Regions from separate parts of the Sus scrofa genome. Here all the other regions are linked to region 5. Evidence: chromatin contacts called from public HiChIP or PLAC-seq and promoter capture Hi-C data. All regions are on one chromosome and are shown on one strand. The core of a region is the stretch at or near the end of the contact, and the rest is flanking DNA. Distances in the headings are between cores, read along the strand shown. Region 1 holds the start of MLX (max-like protein X). Region 2 holds the start of RETREG3 (protein FAM134C). Region 3 holds the start of EZH1 (enhancer of zeste 1 polycomb repressive complex 2 subunit). Region 4 holds the start of CNTD1 (cyclin N-terminal domain-containing protein 1). Region 5 holds the start of BRCA1 (breast cancer type 1 susceptibility protein).

Region 1 (2,700 bases), core at 100-2,599, 470 kb after region 5:
CCCACTTTTTCCCAGCTGGGAAGAACCTGGTGCCCAGAGAAGGAAGAGGAATAGAAGAACCCGATATCCTAGATGAGGGGAAAGACGGTGAGACTCGGCCCCTACCGCTAGGGCTCCAGCGCCCCCATGTGGATGGCTGGAGCTGCCCTATCTAGGAAAGATACTCAAACGAGGCGCAGCTGGTTCTCCACGGTGGGGATGTTGCTGCCTACCTGTGTTGGGGACAGAAGAGGCACTGGTGGAACCGATGCTATTAGCTCTGGACACTACACTTCCCTTGCGAGTGCTTTCTACAAAAATCCCTGGAAAAAGAGAGGCCCCGATCACTAAGGAGTAGGGTGGAGAGGAGGGGCATTGCCAGGCCCTCAGACACCCGGTGGGCACAATGGCTTCCTAGGCTTTAAACGCTGACCTCTCCCCTTCAACCCCAAGGCCAGCCATACCGGGCCATCCACTTCCTGAAGTGCCCTGCTGCGATGCTCCCATTCCTAGTGTCTACACTGCTCCACAGGCCTGCAATGATACCTCCTGGCTCCCCAAGTGGCATCGGGGCGTGATGATGGTGAGTGACCAGCTGTCACTACTTCCATCACCTCCCTGCTCCAGGGCTGAGGGAACGAGGTGTCACCCTCGGATGCTTCCTGCCCCCGTCCTCCAGCTCCTCCCTCACTGCACAGACCCAGCTCAGGGACAGTGGACTGCGCTCAGGTGTGGCTGGTAAGGCCACGAGAATCTATAGGGCTGAAGGGGGAGTGTCCTCAGAGCCGAAGACGGGGGCGGGGGGGGGGAGGCACTCACCGGGGTCCAGGCTGTTGTCGCTGTAGGCATACTCCACCTGCGGCAGCAAGGGAGAAACCCGTCGGACTTCTGCCCCTGCGTCTGTGTACACGCCCGCACACACCTGGGGTGCGCGGGCAGCTGCAGGGTTCCCCCAGAGCCAAGAGCGGCTAGGCCGCGGGAGCACCACCCCTCGGCAGGACGCCGTCTGCTCACTCCACGCCCCCAGCCCTCCAGCCCCGTGCCCTCACACCCGCGCGCACACGCCTCAGGAGTCTTCCCACCTTGGCACACGCGGGGTGCGAGCTGTCTTCTCTGCAGCCCCGGGGCCCGGAGAGCGGGGGGAGCGCTAGGGACTGCAGGGAGTCCCCTCGTCTTCCGGACCCCCTACGTGCCCGAGCCCGCCCCGCCCTCCCCTCGCCGGCGTGCGCGCCCGCGGGGCTTGCCTTGACCCAGGGGTCCTCGGGAGAGGCGCCCGGCTCCGTCATCTCCGACCCACCGAACCGGAAACCTGCCCGCGGGGCGGGCCCCCGGCCGCGAGGAAGAGGCGAGGCGCACCGCGTGACTCTAGTCGGCCAACCCGCGGCCCGGAGGCGAGGGCCGGGCGGGGTCACCGCGCGTGCGCGGCCGGGAACCAACCCCTCCCCCCCGGGCTGCGCAGGGATGGGCCCCAGGCTGGCGCCGGGGTCCGACCCCGGCTCCTTGGGGCCGCGCTCCCTGCCCTCCCTCAGGCTAGCGTCCTAGCCGCCGCGACGTGAAGCACACTCGGTGATACGAGGTCCCTTAGACGTCTTGCCGTAGTGTCGCAGATAGTTGCGTGCGTGCGCACTGCCCGGCCCAGCCGGCAGTCCCCGACGGCCAGCGCTCTGGAGAGGGCCCTGCCTGGCTTGGTTTTTTTTGTTTTTCCTTTTTTTTTAGGGCCGCACCGGCGGCGTAAGGAGGTTCTCTGTGGAGGGGCCTAATAGGAGCTACAGCTGCCGGCCTACACCACAGCCACGCGGGATCTGGGCCGCATCTGCGACCTACACTACCAGTCACAGCAACGCATTGGCCAGGGATAGAACCCGAAACCTCATGGTTCCTAGTTGGATTCGTTTCAGCTGCTCCAGGAAAGGAACTCCCCGTGTGGCTTGTTGAAGGAAGCTTCTCCAACACCCAGTCTGGCTCTTTCAAAGAGCCTATTAGCCAGGTTATGCTACTTTGTAAGATCTGGAAACTGAGGTACCTAGAAAGTCCAGAACTCATCCGAAAGTACACAGCCAGTCAGAGAAAGTGCCAGAGCTGGCCTCAGACTGGCTGCTCTTAACCACCGTACTCCCGGTTCCAGCTCAGGCGTGGGGCTCAAGGGTCACAAAGCTACCCAGAGGCACTGGAGCAGGAAGCAGACACCTCACAGCACCTGGTAACATTCACCTTTAATTCTGTTACAAGTCCCAGTGTTGGCCTTGGCCCTGGCGTGCCATGGGTACCCAGACCTTTGGGCAAGCGTGGGAATGCAGTGCCGAGGACCAGCTCCCCCCATGAGCCGCACTCTCAGTGTTGGCCAAACACCAGCAAGCTGGTTAGGCTTCTTCAGTCGAGCAGGCCCATTTCTGCCCCACCCAGCTTAGCTGAGAGCCTTCTAGGCCCAAACTAGGGTGAGCTTCAAGGTCCTGACTCCTCCTCACTGCTGGATCTCCTCTAGTCACCCCTGGATCTCCTCTGACCCGTCAGTCATGGATCTGATGGAGCCTCAGAGATGCGCTTCTGCAGGAGGGCCCAGGCTTTCTCCACCTTTGGACAGGCCAGAATGTTCCAAAGAAAAGAGAACAGGATCAGAGAGGCATCCACCAGAGGCTCCTTCCCTACAACCCAGCCTTTCCTTGGGCACCAACCTGGCGCTGGGTGACATGTGGCTCCCACAAGGTGCTGAGCACCACGTGG
Region 2 (2,700 bases), core at 163-2,662, 430 kb after region 5:
CATGGTTCCTAGTCGGATTCGTTAACCACTGCGCCACGACGGGAACTCCTTTTTTTTTTTTTTTTTTTTTTTTTTTTGTCTTTTTGTCTTTTTTTTTTTTGTTGTTGTTGTTGTTACTATTTCTTGGGCAGTCTCTTAATATTACATAGATGGCTTAGAAAAAAGAATTTTTCTTAGCTCATGTCTCTCTCTTTCTACACTCTTACATCCTCCATCTGGCTTCATCTCTCTCTAGGAAATCATAAAAATGGGGTTCTTCTGCCAGGGAGTAACAGCAAATGACCTGGGAGAATCCGCTGGCCCAGTTGTTGCCAGCTCCTCCTCCATGCTCCGACAGGTAGATGTTCTCTGGGTTGTAGAGCTTGGCATAGGGGGAATTGAGGATGGAGTGGATCACCCGCGGCTCCAGGTCCAGCAGCACCGCCCTGGGGATGTAGTGCTCATCATCCGCCTGTCAAGGGGAGTCCAGGAGGGGGCACAGTCAGCTCGGCCCGCCCAGTCTTCCAGTCCTCCCAACTCTGGCTCCTGCTCGCCCTCCCTCCTCAAGCCAGCCGCCCTGGCCACTCTGTTCAACGGGTTTCCTAGTACCAAGCCACTGCCCTTCCCTTCGGGCCCCCTGGGCCACTGCCAGCCCTGGTCAAGTTGCTGGGGGCACCTGGTAGAAGAAGACGTCCTTGCGGTCAGTGCCCTCGGTGGCGAACTCCTCCACGATGCCCTCGGGGCTGATGCCATGCTCGGCGCACAGTTGTTTCCAGAACTCGAACCCAACTGGGGGTGGGGGCATAGGCAGGCGGGGGAGAAAGAGGATATCTGGTTCTGGGCAGGTTCCAACGAGAAGCTGGGGGCCTGAGCGCCTGGGACCAGGGATAGGAGGTCAATCCTCGGGGGTATCCCGTGTCAGAGGACAGGGCTATATGTCAGGGACCCCGCAGGGGAGGGCCTTTCGGGGTTGGGCAACTGGGCACTGGGTCAGGCATGTCCCGCCTTCGGAGAACTACGATTCTGGGAAGGGCAGATGGAGTCCAGGATCTCAGAGCGAGATACCATAGAGAATAAAAAACCTGGCTAGTGGAAGGACCGGAAGTTCGCTCACTCTGATTGCCGCACTGGCCCAACTGTAGGGTGATGATCTCCCTCGGCATCGCTCCTCAGGCGCGGGCCTTGCAGCAGCTCCCGCCAGCAAAGCCGCCACTCGCTAGCCCGCTAGCAGCACGACGCAGGCGCCAAAACAACCTGCTCCGCCCACGAACTCTCTCGGTTCCAATGAGAAGTGAGTTCTGGTGATGGCACTTCCTTATTCATTCGGCCTCAGTCTTGCAGATTGCGCGTGCGCGGCTCCGGATTGGTGCACTCGGGACGTACTTTGACGCAGTTTGCTTCCCACTGGGTGGACGCGAGCTAGAGCCTAGGCGCAGGCGCAGTGTTGAGGGAAGCGGCCTCCCCAGCCGAATCGCGCACCTGCGCAGTCGGCGTTATTGTGACTGTCGGGCCGTGGCCCCGGATGTTGTGGCTGCCGGGGGGAGATGGCGGAGGCAGAGGGGGTAGTTGTGGCCCCAGGCCCTGCTTCGGGGCAGAGTTCCAGAGGCCGCCGCACTATGTCGGGCTCCTGCGAGCGGGACCAGCAGGTTGAGGCGGCGCAGCGGGCCCTGGTGGAGGTGCTGGGGCCTTACGAGCCTCTGCTGAACCGGGTGCAGGCAGCCCTGGTGTGGGAGCGGCCAGCCAGGAGCGCCCTGTGGTGCCTGGGGCTGAACGCGGCTTTCTGGTGAGAGAACTGGATCCTCGGAAACCCTTCGAGGCGCGAAATCATCAGGTTTCTCTAGGGCTTTATCTCTCACCTCTCCTGTTTCTTCGCTGCACTGACTCCTTCCTGTACCTGCCTGATTTCTGCCTCAACTCCTTCCACTCCGTCCCGCGTGCGGCTTTGGCACCGCAGTTCTCCCCAGAGCCTTCCAGTGACCAGGAGCTTCTAGTAACCTCTTGAGCCGCTCGCAGTGAGTGAGGGCGCCTCGTTTTAGCCAGGGGAAAACTGTGTTCCTTTAAGGCCATCATTTCTCTTCTCTTGTTTGCTCAAAGGTGCTTTGAAGATTGTCTCCAGAGATTTTAGTAGTTATTATTTGGATAGATGTGTGAGGCGTGAGATCTTCAGCGTGAGATCTTCAGAAGGTATGCATAGGTGTGATGCGAAAACAAGTTTGAGCAATCTGAATTAGCATGTTAGACACCCTTTCTCTCACTCGGGGAAGTTTGTGAAGCCTGAGCGTCAGTAAGAGCCTCCATAGCTGCAACGTGAGAGAGAATTATGAGCCTTTAAAGAACAGTTATAGAAATAATGATTGTGAGATTTCACTCATTTCAAAGCCACTTATGATGGCCACTCCTCCCTGTTCCGAGGAATTAGAGAGGCATCCTTAGCCACAGTATATAGGCAGGGAAATTGAGGGTGTCTAAGAGTGTATGTGAGTTTTCCTGAGCTGGAAAAGTGGGGATGTAAATATGCTTTAAGAATCTGTATGTGTCATGCTCAGTGAAAATGGAACTGCTGCTTCTCTGAATTGTCATCACCTAAAATGGACTTTGATCTTCATAGGGTCTGCCAAGCATATTTTGGATTTATCCATAACTAGGGAAGTATTATTGATCAAATTCCAAGGAAACTGCAGTGGAGGGGGGCTTCTACAGCTGAATGAAATAGAGCTGTTC
Region 3 (2,700 bases), core at 55-2,554, 320 kb after region 5:
CAGCGTGCGATCCAAGCCATGTCTTCAATCTACAGCACAGCTCTCAGCAATACCAGATCCTTAACCCACTGAGCAAGGCCAGGGATGGAACCTGCGTCCTCATGGATACTAATCAGATTTATTTCCGCTGAGCCATGACAGGAACCAGACTTTTAATTTCATCAATTATCCTACTGGTGTCCAATCCAAGATCACACATTACATTTAGTTGTCACATCTTCCAATCTGGGACAACTCCTCACCCCTTGCCTTTTACAACCTTGACTTTTTTTTTTTTTTTTTTTTTTTTTTTGGTCTCTTTGCCTTTTCTAGGGCCCCTCCTGCTGCATATGGAGGTTCCCAGGCTAGGGGTCCAATCGGAGCTGTAGCCGCCGGCCTATGCCAGAGCCACAGCAACGCCAGATCCGAGCCACATCTGTGACCTACACCACAGCTCACAGCAACGCCGGATCATTAACCCACTGAGCAAGGCCAGGGATTGAACCCGCAACCTCATGGTTCCTAGTCGGATTCATTAACCACTGAGCCACGACGGGAACTCCTAACCTTGACATTTTTGAAGATACCAGCCAGTTATTGCATAGATTCCCCCTTATTTTGGATTTGTCTGATGCTTCCTCATACCTTAATTCAGCTTGTCTATTTTTTCAAGAATACTACGAAGTGAGTCTGTGCCCTTATCATTGCATCATATTGATATCTCTCAGCACTAGTTAACTTTGATCACTTGGTTAAGGTGCTGTTTACTAGATTTCTGTCCTATGAAGTTACTCTTTTTCCTTTTGTAACTTACAGGTATCTTGTGAGAATTCAAGGCAGTTACTAAATAACTGGGAAATTTATTGACAGAAATAGGGAAGTCAGGCTCAAATGAGGCAAGAATAACTTAAAGCCCATAGACAGGTGTTTGGGGGTATTTGCAGATGTGAAAGATTCCTAAAAAGGGGTTTCAGGTTGGTTTCAAACGCTTAAGTGAGAAGTGGCTTGTCACCAGCGTGTGGGGATGGTGCAACCGCTGGATAAGGTCTTCAACATATTAGTGGCTCCAGGAGGTTTCCCAAGAGCCCTTCCTGTCCCCGGACAGCGCCGCCATGGAAACCGTCGGACTCGGGTTACACCACTTCTGACTCCGGAGTTGGGCGTATGGGCGCCAAGCCCCAGATGTGCGAAGAAGGAAGCCCAGGCGGCTGCACCAGCCGGGGCGCGGGCGGCGCAGTGCGCAAGCGCCGGGAGGAGGCGCGGGGCGGGGCTGCGCCACGGGGGCGGGGCCGCGGCGCGCAGGCGTCCTAGCGGCCGATCCCTGCGGCTCGGGATGGAGGGTGAGTGAGTAAACAAGCCCGGGCCGGGCTGTGGGGCCGGGCTGTGGGGCCGGGCCTCCGCACCTTGCCACCCGGGGCCTGAGGGAAGGAGGGTCGAAGGGGTCAGAGAACTGGGAGGAAGCGGAGGGGCACATTACCCATCTGGCCGGGGTTAGCGGGGCGCCCACTCCTGGTTCCGAGGGCTGAGGGAACGGGGTCGACGGGGCGACAGAGTCCCGGGCGAGGACCGTGTCTGCTGCGGGGAGCGCAGTGTGTCCCGGAGGAGGAGCGGCGGGGGCGGGCATCGGGACGGGGAATCCCGTTGGAGGGCGGGGTGGGTCGGGAGGGCGGGAGCCCCAACGGAGGGAGGGCGCGGGTGGGCGGTGGCATCTGCTGGGGGCCTTTGGCGAGGTGGACTCCGAGGGTGCTGGGGCAGTGCACGGGGAGGACCGGACACCGGGGAGGCTCAGCTTCCGATGACTTTGGGGGGTGTTGAGGAAGCGGTGGTAGTAAAAACAGGGCCGGGACTAGGGTGCGGTGAGTGGGACTCCTAAAGCTCAAAATGGAAAGGGGCGCTCGCACTCGGGGTCGAGCAGGTGCCGTGTGGCTCCTTCAGATTTGCGCGCTCGGCGCCCAGCTCGCCTCCCCAAGCCCCAGCCCTGAGTAAGAGGGTTCTCTCCCAATTTGGTCTCGCGCCAGTCCCTGCCTACCCCAGAATTCTCTTGGGGATCAAAGGGAGAGCGCCTTGAAGCAAAGGCAGGGTGGTGCATTTGGGACCTGCCTGTTAGGAAATGTGGGACAAACTTATTTCGGTAAATAGGGACTACTGAGAAATTGTTTCGGGGACGGGGAGGGGAAGGAATGTGGAAGGATGTTCGTGCCGCGCATGGAAATATTGAGAGTGGGCTTTTTGTGGATGAAGTACGGGATTGTAGTAAATGGAGTAGCCTAGGTGTCCAGTCTAGGGCTTAAGAGGGGTAGGGATGGGGAGCCGAGAGCCGAGGTAGACAAGAGCCCAGGACAACTGAGTGCGTGTGAGGATGGCGTTGAAATGTGGGTCTCTTCCGCATTTGCTGCCATCATGCCTTTAAAGAGAAAAATCCCCCACCCGGGCTTTTAAGTTTAAGAAACCGGCATTGAATGAAGTTTCCAACTTGAGAAGGTGCTAATTCTATCAGAGGTTTCCGCGAGAGCTTGTCTGTATTGAGCCTTGGAATCCCCAGAGCCGGGATGGTGTGGCATTGATAAAAGAGATTACTTAATTGCCAGGAGTTCCCGTCGTGGCGCAGCGGAAACGAATCTCACTAACATCCATGAGGATGCATGTTGGATCCCTGGCCTCGCTCAGTGGGTTAAGGATCTGGCGTTGCCGTGATTATGGTGTAGGTCGCAGATGCGGCTG
Region 4 (2,700 bases), core at 38-2,537, 270 kb after region 5:
ATTTTCTCTGCCCTGTCACAAAAACTACTGACAAAGACTCCACTCCACTTTTCCTACCTCCCATCTCTCCCTACTCCAATCCATCCTTTACATCACAGCCAAAATAATTTTTTCTAAGGGAAAGTTTACAGTTATATCACTCTCCTATAAAAAGACCTTCAATGTCTTCTTGTTTTCCTAATAAGTCAGGTATAAACTCCTCACCTTGGCATTTAAAGTTCCACATGGAATGTTTCCAAACCACTTTTCTGGTCTGAATTTCACCTACTCTTCCACATGCTCTAGCCAACCTGGATAACATGATATCTGCATTCATCCAAAGTGTCCCTGTTTCCATAGCTTGATTCGTATTACCCCGTTAGTAGAAACACAGTCCCTCTCCACCACCTTCGCCAAACAAAATGGATTCCTTCCTTCAAGATCTACTTCAAATGCCACGATGCCTGAAGGACTCCTTTAATTCCTCCTACCCCCACCTCACTCCATCACTCCCTATAAAAGCTAGCTTTATGTGGTATGTCGCTTATCTAACCATACTTGTACCTAGTCAATTGCAGATTTGTCCTACTGTCCTCTAAAGATTACATACATGGTTTGAAAGCAGGGACTAGATCTTTCATCTTTCTATCCCAGGAGGCAGAGAGAATAAGTACTCTATACGTGTTGAAACCAAAGGTAGGGTGCTGGTGAGTCTTGTTCATCACTGTTACCCCAACCACCTGGCATATAGCAGTTGCATTTTAGTAGGTGCCAAAACCAAAACCAAAACCTTATTTGAATGAATAAAGTAGACTAGACTGAATCTCAAGGTCGGTGCCTCAAAGACTGGTGCCCCAGTTACCCATAAACCCAGCTCCCCGGGCTGAGTCCCCACCCACGATCCGGGTCTCCCTGAAGCTGCCCATCCGGCCCGTGGCCTCCTGAACGGCTTGCTCATTCTGCTGGGCCAAGTGGAGCAGAGTGTCTTCGATCGTCTCTGTGGCAACAGCTCCAAACTGAAAGTCACTGAGAGAGGCCAATCTTGGCCTTACAGGTCGGTCCATTTTCAGAACCCTGTTCGGGCACCTGAACGCTCACTGGATCCGTAAACCGACGCCCTTAGCTTCTCTGTAGACTCTTCTGCCGCATCCTGGTTAATTCGTCCCTTTCTGCGCGCTTGTCCTCCCCTCAAGTCTGAGGAAAACCCTGTTCATACCACAGCCTCAAGCTTTCCACAGCCTTTTCTCGCCCCAACGGCCGCGAACCCCTCAGCCAATCGGAAATCACAGTCTCTTCCCGCCTGCCCCGCCCTCCCCCTACTTCCAGGAGCCACACTCCCTTCTCGAAAGGAAATGCGCACTACATCTCCCAGCGCCCCCTGCGGCGGCCGAGGACGGCGATTCCCAGCAAGCACCGCGCCCCGGGAATTGTGAAGGGCGGAGCGGTAACATGGCGGCGCCGGGAGCTGGCAATCCTGTGGATTCTAAGAGTGGAAAGGCCCCCGTGGCTCAGCGCATCGACCCGACTCGGGAGAAACTGACTCCTGAGCAGCTGCAATTCATGCGGCAGGTGCAGCTCGCCCAGTGGCAGAAGACGCTGCCACAGCGGCGGACCCGGAACATCGTGACCGGCCTGGGCATCGGGGCGCTGGTGTTGGCAATTTGTATCCGTTTGGACTGTAGACTCAGGGAGACCGCATTTAGGGGAACAGGAAGGGCAGCAGGGGCGTGTAGGAGGGCAGTGTGGGGGTGGTAGAAGGAGCCCGAGATATGAAAACCTTGGCTCCTTTTAACTCTGAATCAAGCGTTTGGTGTACCTTACGTTGTCATTTTAAAGGTAGTATTTTAGTATAATTGATTAATGATTACGGAGTCGGGTGAGGGCTCCCAGGAGCAGACGGCAGAAGATCGAATTTGGGAGGATGATCAGCAGCGGTGGTTGAGCAAGTGTGGGAAAAGGGAATGCGCACATTCCACGTGGTTTCCTGAACCCACCTCCCCAGATGGTTACACCTTCTACTCGGTGTCCCAGGAGCGTTTCTTGGATGAGCTGGAGGATGAGGCCAAAGCTGCTCGAGCCCGAGCTCTGGAAAGGGCATCAGGACACTGATCCACATGGGCATGGTGCATCTCCAACCTGCTGGAGCCCCTTCACACGATGACTGATGCCCCGTGACTCGGTAGAAGTTGAAGCCTGCTCACAGCGTTGCTGGCCTTCTTACCAGTTTTGAACGATGGTAGAGCCCAAGTAGCCAGGGATTGTGCATTTGGCCATTGTCAAGGGAACGTGCCCACCTCCCAGTGTGTGTGGACACTGACTCCTAATTTGTTTCCTTGTTTGAGGTGTCCGACCTTGACTTTGACTTTTCCCAGTCTTTCTCACTTTGTTGTTTAACCCCTTCTCCTCCCAGGTGCTGGCAGGGAGGTCAGAGTAGAAGAGGTGGGCTCTTATGGGGGTGGGTGTGGCAGCTCTGCAATGTTGGAGCCTAAGGTGGAAGATGGGGTCAGGTTGAGAATAATAAACTGAGTCATCTCTCTGAGTCCAGTGAGTGTGTTGGAGCTGACACTCATGCTGGAAAGCTCTACAGGCAGTAACCACAGCAATGGCATTGCCCCAGGGAGCCGTAAATGTTTAACTAGAATTACTTTTTCCATGAGATCTTTCCACCTGATTTAAGAGAGAGATCATGGTGGGTCACTGGGCTGTTCGAGACTGAACTAG
Region 5 (2,700 bases), core at 135-2,634:
CTGTTTTCCACAGTATAAGGAACTGCCCTGTGAAACAATACAACTGAGACTGTCATTAAAAATGACCTTGAACTCTCTGATGGATCAGAGTTTTTTTTTAAATCCAAAGACAATCTCCCCCAACCTTTTCTATTCTTTATCTCTACCTAGAGCCAAGTTCACCAACAAAATAGTTTCTAGCACCAATCCTGTTGACATATAGTATTTCATTCATATAAAATGCAATTCTTGGGGTCCTTAAGATTTGGACAGAATTCCTGCCAAGTCCCCAGAATCTTCAGCAAAAAATCAGAGCGATTAAGTGACTGATTCATTCCACCAAAAGTGAATATCCTAAAACACATTCTCACTTTTCAACTTATGAAAAACTCACTCTCACACTTTTGAGAATCCAGAAGGAAACATATTCTTCCCCTTTTCTCAAATTACACAATTGGAAATTAGTTTAGATACTTTGGTGCTCATCCAGCTGGTTGGCGGGGGATGAGGAGAAAACAGGAAGTGGGAGATTCTAGTTTAGCTGGACCACATCCAGGTCTTCATAAAGAGCTGCCTATTTTTGTTTCGCCTTGTATGTGAAAATGCTTTCAGCAAGAGCACTAATCTTGAACTTGTGGAAATATCTAGGCTATGGTTAACACCATCTGTCTCTGTAGTAGGTAAAGTCAGGTAGCTGGGGCTCAGGCCTTCAGCTTTCATTAACTGGAATTATTTCAAGTTCATGCTATTGGCTCACCTTTGCCTGGCACAAAGCTTTTCCTGTCGATTTTTCTGGGATATCAAAAATCTCTTTAATAAGGCTGACCTGGGAAGCTGAGCTTTGATTACTGTCTCCAAATGAGGCCTGTACAAGCTATCCTAGTTAAAACGTGTCACCTGAAAACTGCATGTTCAATAAAAAGATAAAACGGTGCCTTTCCACCGGAGGTCCCTGACCAAGGAGACTTCTTTATGAGTTTCCCCAAAAGTGGGGTGAGGAGGAATGAAGAGACTGTGTGGGTAGTGTCATTTTTTTTTTTTTCCTTGCAGACTTCCTCCTAGTGGTCCAGTTATCATTTCCTATCACTCCATGTCCCCCAGGCAGTGTCACCACCCCCTAAGGACTCTCTTTCCTTTTCTTTGCTTAGGCCTTCTTTGTGCTGGGGAGTCTTGGCGTCCTCCAGCAGAACCCAGGCGTTCTGAACCATGGACCCTTCAACCCTCCGGTGGTATCCGCCTCCTCGGCCCCCTCAAACGGCTCTCCCATCCGGTCACTGAAAAGATCAGCTGCCCCAGACATGGAAAAAGTCGCCCCTCTTCTTTGCAGGACTCCCTCCTTGAACTTCCCCAAGCACCCTCAGGGCGACGTGACACCACCCTAGGCAACCGCAGCTTCTTCCTTACCAGCTTTCCGCCCCCGGGGGGCGCCTGCCGGAGACCAGCGTAGGGACAGTTCACTGCCAGCTCTGCTGCTATCCCTACGGGATAAATCTAACATGGCGGAGAGAGACAGGGCCTAGTCCCCTGTTGCTCTGAGTGTCCAACAAGATGATTGGTTCTTGCCATTTGTCCCTCAAAACCACCACCCGATTGATTGGTCGAAGATGCGCTGGCGGGGGCGGGGCAGGAGCGCCCTGATCCTCACAACAATAACAAACACTGGGGCAAAGGGGCGGAACTACCAGTGCGCAGCCGTGGGCCGGAGCCTGGACACTGGCGGATTTCCTTTTCCCAGGTAAAAGCTGCGCCCGAAGTGTTCCCTTAGGTCACCGACCTTATAAGATGACTTGCTGGAGACTCGCGGGGCTGGATGGGAATTGTAGTCTTCCTAGGACTTGTAGGTTCTTTAGCCTATTCTCCGCTCTCAAGATAGCAAAACACAACGTTCCAATCCATATCTGTTGAGTGCATAAGCGCAGCAGAGCTCTTCAATTTATCAACTGGGTTGTCGTCAGAAGCCTGCCCGCTTCCTCTGTCGGAAGCTCCTCTCCTTAAGACTACAGTTTCCTAGGAACTCTGTGGCCAAGACCTTTCGATGCGCAATGCATGCTGGAAATGGTAGTTTTTTCCCTCCACAATTATTTACCTAAACTGGAGACGTCCATTGTGGAGGAAAGAGTGAGGGTACCGGCCTCTTCCTGTGACTGTTTTAAGCACTTACTCTCGCTTGTTTTCCATACTCACGCAGTGGTTCCGACTCTAGTACAGCAATCATTGTGACGTAATAAGTCGCAACTCCAAGCCTAGAGGTGAGGGGGTGGACGCCTACTGGAAAACTCCGGGAGAATTCGTTGTCTTCCGTCCCTTTCTAATTACGCAACGCGGGGAAAGAATGGATGACCAATCGGGAGCCCCGAGGGACTCGGCTCTTTCAGCTCCGCCCTTCCGTAACCTGTTTAGTTCTCGCATTCTGAAAGGCTCACGCTCCGCGATGGCGTTTCCGTGGCAACAGGAAAGCGCGGGAATTACAGATTAATTGAAACTGCGACTGCGCGGCTTGTGTTTTCAAGACCGAGGACGGTCGGGGGGCTTTTCAGAGAATTGGGCCTCTAGGCCCGGGAATCCCGGGCGCTTTGCCCTGAGTAAAGGTGAGAGAGCCCTGGGGAAGGGAGAGGAGTTTCTGGGGACAGGCGAATAAACAGGTATGGAGAGAGCTGCCGAGCAAGATGGGTGTTATCTGGCAAGGGGCAGGCGGAAGATGGAATCTGAGAAGCCTAAAAC

What was found. Promoter capture Hi-C pulls out the DNA fragments that hold promoters and counts their contacts. HiChIP or PLAC-seq counts read pairs in DNA pulled down with a chosen protein or histone mark.
Region 1: a contact with region 5 is called in an H3K27ac HiChIP or PLAC-seq map of alveolar macrophages. The contact joins the promoter of MLX here to the promoter of BRCA1 in region 5. A contact is called at or near these places in 2 of 5 promoter capture datasets (fetal liver and liver) and 1 of 2 datasets of contacts at active chromatin or transcription factors (alveolar macrophages).
Region 2: a promoter capture Hi-C map of liver shows a contact between it and region 5, with 3 times the contacts expected there. The contact joins the promoter of RETREG3 here to the promoter of BRCA1 in region 5. A contact is called at or near these places in 1 of 5 promoter capture datasets (liver) and 1 of 47 Hi-C or Micro-C datasets (embryonic fibroblasts).
Region 3: a contact with region 5 is called in a promoter capture Hi-C map of liver, with 2.0 times the contacts expected there. The contact joins the promoter of EZH1 here to the promoter of BRCA1 in region 5. A contact is called at or near these places in 1 of 5 promoter capture datasets (liver), 1 of 47 Hi-C or Micro-C datasets (liver) and 1 of 2 datasets of contacts at active chromatin or transcription factors (alveolar macrophages).
Region 4: an H3K27ac HiChIP or PLAC-seq map of alveolar macrophages shows a contact between it and region 5. The contact joins the promoter of CNTD1 here to the promoter of BRCA1 in region 5. A contact is called at or near these places in 1 of 5 promoter capture datasets (liver) and 1 of 2 datasets of contacts at active chromatin or transcription factors (alveolar macrophages).

Annotation. Positions count from the first base shown.
Region 1 is chr12:20,256,194-20,258,893 of Sscrofa11.1, forward strand. It overlaps MLX (max-like protein X), which reads right to left and starts at 1,350. Exons shown (of 8, transcript XM_003131386.4): 1 at 1,224-1,350; 2 at 799-835; 3 at 213-302. The coding sequence starts at 1,265. COASY (Coenzyme A synthase) reads right to left here. Exons shown (of 10, transcript NM_213789.1): 9 at 2,652-2,700; 10 at 2,185-2,550. The coding sequence ends at 2,491.
Region 2 is chr12:20,219,581-20,222,280 of Sscrofa11.1, forward strand. RETREG3 (protein FAM134C) reads left to right here and starts at 1,413. Exons shown (of 9, transcript XM_003131384.4): 1 at 1,413-1,762. The coding sequence starts at 1,524.
Region 3 is chr12:20,106,440-20,109,139 of Sscrofa11.1, forward strand. It overlaps EZH1 (enhancer of zeste 1 polycomb repressive complex 2 subunit), which reads left to right and starts at 1,305. Exons shown (of 22, transcript NM_001243206.1): 1 at 1,305-1,319. It overlaps LOC106505425 (a long non-coding RNA gene), which reads right to left and starts at 1,615. Exons shown (of 2, transcript XR_002337104.1): 1 at 1,457-1,615.
Region 4 is chr12:20,061,467-20,064,166 of Sscrofa11.1, forward strand. CNTD1 (cyclin N-terminal domain-containing protein 1) reads right to left here and starts at 1,288. Exons shown (of 4, transcript XM_021066977.1): 1 at 875-1,288. The coding sequence starts at 1,043. LOC100518575 (cytochrome c oxidase assembly factor 3 homolog, mitochondrial) reads left to right here and starts at 1,365. Exons shown (of 2, transcript XM_003131381.4): 1 at 1,365-1,642; 2 at 1,982-2,518. The coding sequence starts at 1,429. The coding sequence ends at 2,088.
Region 5 is chr12:19,786,703-19,789,402 of Sscrofa11.1, forward strand. It overlaps BRCA1 (breast cancer type 1 susceptibility protein), which reads left to right and starts at 1,385. Exons shown (of 24, transcript XM_021066931.1): 1 at 1,385-2,567. It overlaps NBR1 (next to BRCA1 gene 1 protein), which reads right to left and starts at 2,312. Exons shown (of 21, transcript XM_005656955.3): 1 at 1,384-2,312.